2 separate regions of the Rattus norvegicus genome follow, and region 1 is linked to region 2. A link is a contact called in public Hi-C data. All regions are on one chromosome and are shown on one strand. Each heading gives the region's core, a stretch centred on a gene start, on an enhancer-like site or on the middle of the called end of the contact. The rest is flanking DNA. Distances are from core to core; before and after follow the strand shown. Region 1 has its middle 33 kb from the start of Smim38. Region 2 has its middle 100 kb from the start of Smim38.

What was found. Hi-C and Micro-C count contacts between places; a contact is called where the count stands out from the background.
Region 1: a contact with region 2 is called in a Hi-C map of the A7r5 cell line, with 5 times the contacts expected there. The contact joins two enhancer-like sites. A contact is called at or near these places in 11 of 12 Hi-C or Micro-C datasets (the A7r5 cell line, the Rat2 cell line, Schwann cells and 6 more) and 1 of 1 datasets of contacts at active chromatin or transcription factors (oligodendrocytes).

The regions. Positions count from the first base shown.
Region 1 is chr1:209,831,692-209,836,111 of GRCr8, reverse strand. No RefSeq gene overlaps it. Among named protein-coding and RNA genes, the nearest start is that of Smim38, 33 kb to the right of the region's middle. Within about 2 kb of position 2,196, at least 6 of the 93 cell types and tissues checked have an H3K27ac peak or open chromatin away from gene starts, as enhancers often do. A contact at or near this core is called in the A7r5 cell line, where this site is marked.
Region 2 is chr1:209,699,676-209,703,666 of GRCr8, reverse strand. No RefSeq gene overlaps it. Among named protein-coding and RNA genes, the nearest start is that of Smim38, 100 kb to the left of the region's middle. Within about 2 kb of position 1,911, at least 56 of the 93 cell types and tissues checked have an H3K27ac peak or open chromatin away from gene starts, as enhancers often do. A contact at or near this core is called in the A7r5 cell line, where this site is marked.

The DNA of each region.
Region 1 (4,420 bases), core at 947-3,446, 130 kb before region 2:
CTAGACTCCTGGGGTGGGACTGGAAGTCAGTACGGACAGAGTGGCCTAAGTGACAGCTCTTGACTGTCTCTATGTAGTGATCCAGGAACGCAGGTTCTGCTCACATTGGCTTGTCACTTTGTTCTGAAGCGACAGCATTGGTAGCTGCCTGAGCTGGGCTATGGATACCAGGGGGACAGAGGGCTGCCCTGAGGTGAATGCACACTGTCTTGAGCGGGAGGGGTTCACAAGCAGGCACGACTTCTTAGGTGAAGATTGTTCTAGCCGTCATGGGTTGGGTCAGCCTCTGGGATCTGTGGACCTCAGATAGATAGACCTATTTAATGGTGACTCTCAGGAGAGAGTATCTGGTGGTGGTGGTGGGGTTCTCCAGGCCAGGGTGCTATACTGGATCTGTCTCCCATTCCTTGTGTATAACTTAAGATTGACCTGACTGACCTCTGGATCTGTAGGCACTCTGGAGACCACAGCTCCTAAGAAAGGCTTTGTCTGGTGTGTAACATCTCTGGAAAATGCCTGTCAGAAGCCTGGCGTGACAAGGAAGCAAGGAAGGGTCTGCATTTCTAATGGGCTCAATGGCCAGTGGGGACCTGGCTCTGCTCTCTACTCGTCACACAGTTTGGGGTCTCTTTGACAGCACCTCCTTCCCTCTGCGTCTGTACAAAGGTGCTCTGTCCTGTGTGCACCTGTCTCAGTGAGCATTCTAAGCTGTGTCCCTCCCACAGGTGAGGTGTGCATGGGGACAGCTGGCACCTGTGTGCAGACCCAGATGCCACCAAGCCTCCACTGGGGCCTGCAGTGGGCTGGTGTCACTGGTACCTTGTAAACTCACAGGGTGCCCAGACTTGTCTTGGGTAACGGGATGTGTGTCCTTAATAGGGTCCAGCTGGTAGTATCAACTGGTGCCCATAGGTGTTTTGCATACAGGTGAGGGCCTGTGGCAGGCACAGGTTGTCCAGGAGACAGGCCCGGATGGAAGGAGTCCCAGACCAGGACACCTGAAATCCCTGCTCAGGCCAGCAGAGGGCAGCAGAGCTCCAGTGGCGGTGAGCGGATCCTGTCCCAGAACCCTTGCCTCCTCACACTAAGGCTAGGCTGGTGTGTCCCAAATGCTCTTCCTTACTATTTCCATACAGGCTTCCTTCCCATCTGGACAGCTTTCCTTGACTCCAAGGCCCATGTGCTTTGTCCTCTCTACTGTGGCCTTCTTCCACATCTGAATGTGTGCATCCTGTGTGGGACAGGAGTGTGTCTCCAGGGCTGTCCTGGGGCCACAGTCAGCATTTTCTGAGTGCTCTGCAGCTGGCCTCCGTAGATATGCAGATCATTCCTGCCTCCTCTCCCGGCCTGGCTTGCCCCTTGGTGTTCCTCTTGTCTGATGTGGTGTGTAGTTAGTGGTTTTCTATTATGATTTTCTCTGGCTTGAATGTGAGCCCCACCAGGATAGAGGTGTGTTTTGCTTCTGGCCAAGTCTCAGGTGCTCAGGGAGGGACTGGCATATAGAAAGATGCCCAGGAGGCATCTGGTGGGCAGACTGATAGACGGATGTCACTTCTGGGCCAGCCACATGGTTTCCACTGTGCCCCTGAGCTGCCAAGCAGTCCAGTTTGGGGTGCAAATCTGGCCATGTTCTGACGTATCTTCTGTCCTCTACGGACATTGAAGAGGGTAGAAGGCACCAGAATCTGAATGGGAAAATGGCTGACCTTGGGCTGGGCCAGTGTTGGGACAGACTCTGGGGTGACGGTGGCCACCTTGGGGACTCTGTCATGTGCAGTTTAACGTGCACACATGATTATCCTTATTTGACAGGGACTGAGGCTCAGATCTTTACACACCTTCCTCACCTTAACACCCCCCTCCTGTGTGCATCAGGGCTGAAGCCTCCAGAAACCAACTTGGTACTAGAGAGACGGTGATGGTGTTGCTGATGTGGTAGGCAGCTCACACTTGGCAGGGAGAGGAGGGGGAAGGGAGGGGAGGGAGAAGGAGAGAAGGAGGGAGACGGGGAGGAGGAGGTGTGAAGTCACTGCCTCCCTCCGGCTCAGAGTTCATGGCCCAGAGAGCCCAAAGCACTGCTCTAATCAGTTACCTTCAGCATTTTTGTGAGATGCCAGGAATGTGTCTGGGGGCACCAGGGACTGGTTGGCCTTGCTTTCCCCTGGCACATAAACTACCACATAACTAAAGGGCAGGGACTCCTCGTGACCACGGCATGCAGGGCGGTGATCTCTGCTCCAGCCAGTGGTGGTGGCTGGTGGCCAATGGAGGGGAACTCCAGGCCAGGCAGGAGTCAGGGTGGTAAGGCCCTCCTCCAAGTCCACTAAGGTGGACTACTGGCTTCTGTTGTGTTTCCCCTCGTCCCTCAAGTGGTCAGTAAAGTGGCAGGGATGGAGTCCTCGTGTTGGGCAGCAGCTGATCTGTAAGTTCCCTCCCCAAACTCAGGGTGATGGGAGCTGTCCTGACCTCCTGGAGTAGCTGCTTCGAGGCCAAGCTGGCTGCATGGTTTCACACTGCAAAGCCCCACCTTCCCATTCTGAAGCCTCAAGACCAAGGTCAAGGTGGGCTGGTGCCTCTGGGCTGGTACAGGGAAGAGTCTTCCTAGTTTTTCGGGTTGCTGATGTCACGTTGTTGCTGTGACATGACAAAAGTGACTTAAGGGAGGAGGAAGTCACTGTGATTCACAGTTTGAAGGGATACAGCGGTCATCATCCCCCACCCCACCCCACCGCCCACCCTATGAGGAAGCAGAGAGGAGAGCGCTGGTGTTCAGTTCATTTCTCCTTTTCATTCACTCCAGGACCCTCAGCCATGTGACGATGCCACCCACATTCGGGGCGGGTCCCCCTCAGTTAAACCTCTCTGAATGCCCCTTCACAGACACATTGATAGGCGAATTTGAATCCAATCAGGCCGCTGATGAAAGCTGAATCCACATATTGGGTTACTCCTGCCCCCCATCCCCCATGTTGTTGTCTCCTCTTCATCTTCCCAGTGTGCCTACCTCCTCTGGCAAGGATGCCACTGCTGGGCTTAGGACACACCGTATTCCAATATGACCCCAGCTGGCTGGCACGCCCACAAAACCCTGACTAACCAAACCTACGGGGTAGGCACGCTTGGCTTAGCACGGGCATTTTCTCTGACCAGTGGCATCTACTTGTGGAGAGGTCCTCTGGCCTCACATAGGGACTGCCTGCCCCCGGGGCTGTTCTGAGTGGACAAGCGCTAGGTGTGGCAGATGGGAGTGGGGAGGAGGGGAGAGGAGGAAGCAGGACAGGGTAGCTGTGGCAGCCCTTCTCAGCCCCAGCCTGCCTCATACCTCGTGGCGGTTTGGCCTCTATGAAGTTTGTCATATACGATGATGGGGACAGATTTCTCTCTATCAACCCAGCCAGTTGCTGGTTCATAACGTTAATTGTCCCCCCCCCTGGGGGGGAGAGGAGGTCAGCTTCTTCAGAGGAGACCCAAGGGTCAGTCTTGGCTCTTCCCTCTGTCAGGTGGTTCCCATGCTTTTTGTACTTTGAGTAGTTCTCTCAGATGACAAATAGGAACTATCCCTCCTCTGAGTATCTACGGGGCCTCCTGAAGACAGCCTTACTTTCTCTGGAGACCTGCTCTTCCTCATGGTGTCCCACGAGTACCCAAGATGAATCTGGCCACTGCCTCAGTCTCCTGATCTGGCATAGATTTGGGGCTTGTCCTGGCTGCAGCTCACAGGGTCATCCTGTCAACAACACACAGGGCCACTGTCCCTGCTGTCATGGCAGCCAGCAAGCCAGGGGACCCAGGAATGGTGATTCCGAAAGGCTGTTCCAGTTTTCATATGGTGGGGAGACCACCCTGGATGAGTCTAAGACCACGACACCCAGCCCTTAGGTTACGCCGTTAACAGCAGGCGTTTTCTTGTGTCGAACTCTCTTCTGCCTGAGCTCCCTGTGCCTGTATGAGCAGTGCCATGTCAGTTGGCAGGGCTGTGAACTTTGTAGCTTCCCTGTTTCCTTAGTCTGAGCCCCTTTGTCACAGAGCTAATGATCCCCAAAGCAGTCGGAGAGTATCCCTAGGGAGTGCCCATTTGAGGGGGCCCTACTGTGGGTCTTTGTAACATGAGCCACAGCCCCTTGGGCCAGGGTCCCCATGGATCAGAGGGGCACACCTGTGTTCAGCCCCTGTCCAGCCCAGAAAGACAACCCTGGTGTTGCCTAGCTCACAGTGTATGGCCCCACTTCACCTGGCTCTCGGGCCAGTGGGAATACCGTGAAGGACTTTTGATCTTAGGAGGGTAGCGCTTTTGCCAAGAACCCCAGACACCGCTGGCTGGCCCTGTCCCAAACCTGCTTCCTTCCAGAGCTCCTGGGAAACACCTTTGAAAAATGGCTTTGGGCATCAAGGCTGTGGGGCTGCAGACCTCACCCTGGGC
Region 2 (3,991 bases), core at 662-3,161:
TTTCTTCCTCTTGAGGCCCCATCACCCACTCCGTACAAAAGAGAGGGCCTTGCAGAGAGCCGGTGACCAAACAGGTTCTCTCCCCTTCACTCTTGACTGTCTCCTCACCTATACTTCTATAATTCCATGGGTGCTGTATCTGCAGCTGGTCAGCTCACAACAGGTGGAGTACAGGCAGTCACCAACAGCTGAGCTGCGAGCTGTGTGTTCCCTGGCTGTGGCACTGTGTCAGGGTGGCATGCTTAGCTCAGACTACCTCTGCCTTTACCTGCTACCATCTGGAGATTAAGGCAGGTCACCCTGGGCAGACAGCTTCCCTGAATCTTTGTTTCCCTCACAACCCCATGGCACTGCTGTGAACAGAGCTCCTGCTGGGCTTGTATGTGAAGCCCTTGGGCACAGCCACCAGTCAGTGTGAAAGCCAGTGGACACACAGTGACAGCGATAGGTGACAGCTGTCTCGGATGAAGGAAAGGGAGAAGATGGGACGAGCCCCACACAGGCTACCGGGGAAGTGTCCTGGAGGACTGCACTCGGTCTGGGAGGGAAGCTCTGGAGTGCAGCTTCTGTGACCAGGCCAGGTGACACGCCTCAGGCAAGCCTGGAGAAGAGAAGCTGGAGAGCTGTGGAGAAAGTGTCAGATCCGGGCAGAAGCTGCACACTACCCATGACTGTGGAACCTGCAAACACCTTGATAAGGACTAGCCATTGTCAAGGGCACATAACCCGGGCTACCTCTGACCCCCACAGTCCCAGCCTCATGAGATTGATGGGCTCTGTAGAGGGCTGGCACTTGGAGCTGGAAGCCAGGCCAGGCTGGGCCACTGCATTCCCAGCTCCTGTCAAAGTTTCTTCTCTACATCCGTGTCCTCACTGATAACTTCCTGTGTGGCTCATACACAGCCTTGCCTCACCCTCAGGACAATACTGAGCTCTCCCACTACCTTGGCTCCTTACCCTTTCTGCCTTTAAATGATAGTTTTTCACTTGGCATCTACTGTATGTGGGCATGAACCAGGTGCTAGGAATGTTCCACATCAGGGCCCTCCCAGAACTTTCTCAGCTGGTCACAAGCCCAGAGGACAAGCCAAGCAGTCTCTAGTTCTGTGTCTTTGGTAGTGTTCCCTGGAGATCTGTGCAGATTTGGGACTCTGAGGAAGAAGTGGGCTAGGGGAAAGAATGCTGCAGTCCACTAGTGATGTCTGCCATGTGCACAGGAAGGGAAGAATGGTTCCTGCTCTCTGAGGAATCATCATCACCTAGCCAGGCCTATAACATGCTTTTGGCACTGCTGGATGCTATGCAGGGATGCATGGCCGTCCTGACCATGAGAAAGTAGAATCTAAGGCCTCAGTTAATCAGAACACCAGGTTTACAGCCTGGTTTTCTATGATGTCACACTATAAAACTCTGTCCCCTCTTTGCTTTGGCTGCTGGGAAGCTCAGAATGAAGCTTCATACATGCTCTTGGACAGCACAGTAGCCCAGGACACGAGTCCTTCTGTCATCTGCCCCTGTGGGCTCTTTATCCTCAGGCTCTGCATCCCGTGGAGCAAGCCGGACGCAAGTTATCAACTATAAATAAAACCAAGGCTTCCGTCCTGGCTTGCACTTGAGTTTCCTGGTGCATTTTTTTAAGTCCCTAGTCAACAGAGTTGGGGGGGGGACCTCCTAACGGAAGATTACATCACCATCAGCTGGCCTGAGGAACAGGCCCCAGCCCTGCAGGCGCGGGTGGACCCTGAATGCCCCCATTGTGAGGGGTAACTTCATCACACGAGTTCCACCGTGGTGGAGTCTCAAACGGGGTTCTGTGGTTTCTGCCCCTCTCAGGGGCACACACACAGGCAGCTGCGGTTGCTCTGCTTCCTTTCGAGCTGCAGTCCTGGCCACTGGCCAGTGCAAGTGACCACCCCTTCCACCCTGAGTCACCATCATTCTCAACTCTGATTCAAGTTCCTTTAAAGGGACAGCAGGGCCAGGAGTGGGAAGCAGTTCAGGGGAAGAGGCTCCGGGAGGGGGACAGAGACAAGAGGAAGCCTGCGGTACGCTGGCAGACGCCTGGATGAACGGGGTTTCCTGCCTCCCCCAAGCAAGTGGAGCCTGTGACTTCCCCAAAGTCTATAAAGCACAAAGAGGCTTTCCTCTCTGCCCTGCCAATCCTGGGGGCTCGGAAAGCAGGCTCGGGCTTGATGGGCCTCCCCGACGTGTGTCCTGCTTGATCCAAGTCCTTGTCACGTGCTTGCTGAGCTTTTAGCCATCTGCAACTCTCCTGCTGCCTGCCCTCTGTTCCGCATGAAGTCCTGTTTCCTCCTTGGAGGCTCACTGTTGTCTCCTCCCTGCCCAGCTTGGCTGGCACTGTAACCCCAACAGCACCCCAAGACCCTGCTTCCAATGCCTCCTGCAGTGCTGGTGGGGGATCCTATCTGGTCATAGCTCTTATCAATTCATTGCAGTTAGTGCCACCCTGCCAAGTGTCCTAGACAGACATGGGGAATAGGCACTTCTTCCCTGTCCAGATGGAGCTGGAGGGGTCACAGGAGCTGTGTAATGAACAGGTCATATTTGCAGGAACCACTGCTGGGGCCCTGGCTCCCGGGGCCAGGGGCAACGAGTCCAGCCTGTAGAAACTAAAGAATGTCCTTTTCATTTTTTTCTTTCCTTGTCTGTGACTCACACTTTCGTTTTGAAGTTCCTTCTGCTGTCTTTCCCCTGAGGTTATACAGTGGTCAAGGCAGAGCAGCAGGGCGTGGCCAGCGGCCGGAAGCCCAGCTGAAGTTTCATTCACAAAAAAACCCAAGGCCACAGGGCCTGGGGAGAAGGCTCATTGGGTTAAGTGCTTGCCATGCAAGGTGAGGGCTTTTGTTCAGACGCCCAGCAGTGTGCAATGGCAGGCCTCTAACCCCAGCCCTTGAGGGATAGAGATAGGCGGATCCCTGGAACTTGCTGGCCAGCTGGTCTAGCCATTTGGTAAGCTAGAGGCAAAGGTAGAAGGGTGGAGGCAGGAGGATCCCTGGAACTTGTTGGCTAGCAGTCTGGCAACCAAGTCAGTGAGAAATCCTGTCTGGAAAAATAGGGTGGCACACAAAAGACACCTAACAGTAACCTCTGACCTCACACACTGATGTGCATGCATGTATATTAGACAGAGAGAGACACAAAGGGAAAACACCCCCCTCCGATGAACAGATACACATCCATACACACACATACAGTGCATGTGTGTACATCAGACAGAGAGACACACAGAGGAACCCCCCAACACACACATATGCACAGATACTCAATCCATACACACACATACAACATATACACATACACAGAAAATGTAGACTGGTCCTGTGTCCTACTGAGGTTCCGTAGGCCCCGGCCCTGTTCCTGGTAGCTGGATGTTTGAAATTAACAAGAGTGATGGAAGGATTCTGGGGAAAAGGGAACCAACCTCATGCTTCTAGAAGGCCAGAGGCAATTTTAGTCTCCTCCTTCCACTTCTGCCTCACAAGTTGTCTCCTGGCTTGCCCTCCATAGAGGCTGGAACTGGGCTTGGACTGCTGTGGTTCCCATGCAGAGCTGGGAGACTGGGGTTGAGGTGGAATGGCCATCCTGTGCCTGGGCTAAGTAATCACCTTCTCTCCGGAGTCTGGAGGGGTAGGAAGATAAAGGGAAGAGTAAATGGAGGGGTCCTCAGTTCACGTTCTCCTCCCAGGAGTGACTTCTTGCTGTTTCAGGGTCCATGGGCGTCACTACCATGACGAGTGTTCATTCACCAAGGCTTCATGCTGACTCTTGGGTCGTCAGTGAGCATCTTAAGGCTCTGCCCCAGAGCTTCTGGTTCTAGCATCTGGGCCATTCACCAAATTACAGGAAAACAGAAAAGCCATCTCAGTCAAGAGAGGCCTAAGCTGGTGGTGAGGAAAGCTCTATGGAGGTATGAGTGTCTAAGAGGGCTTGGTGCTGGTGGAAGAGGGGGGTTGTGGTGTGGTGCGAGGAG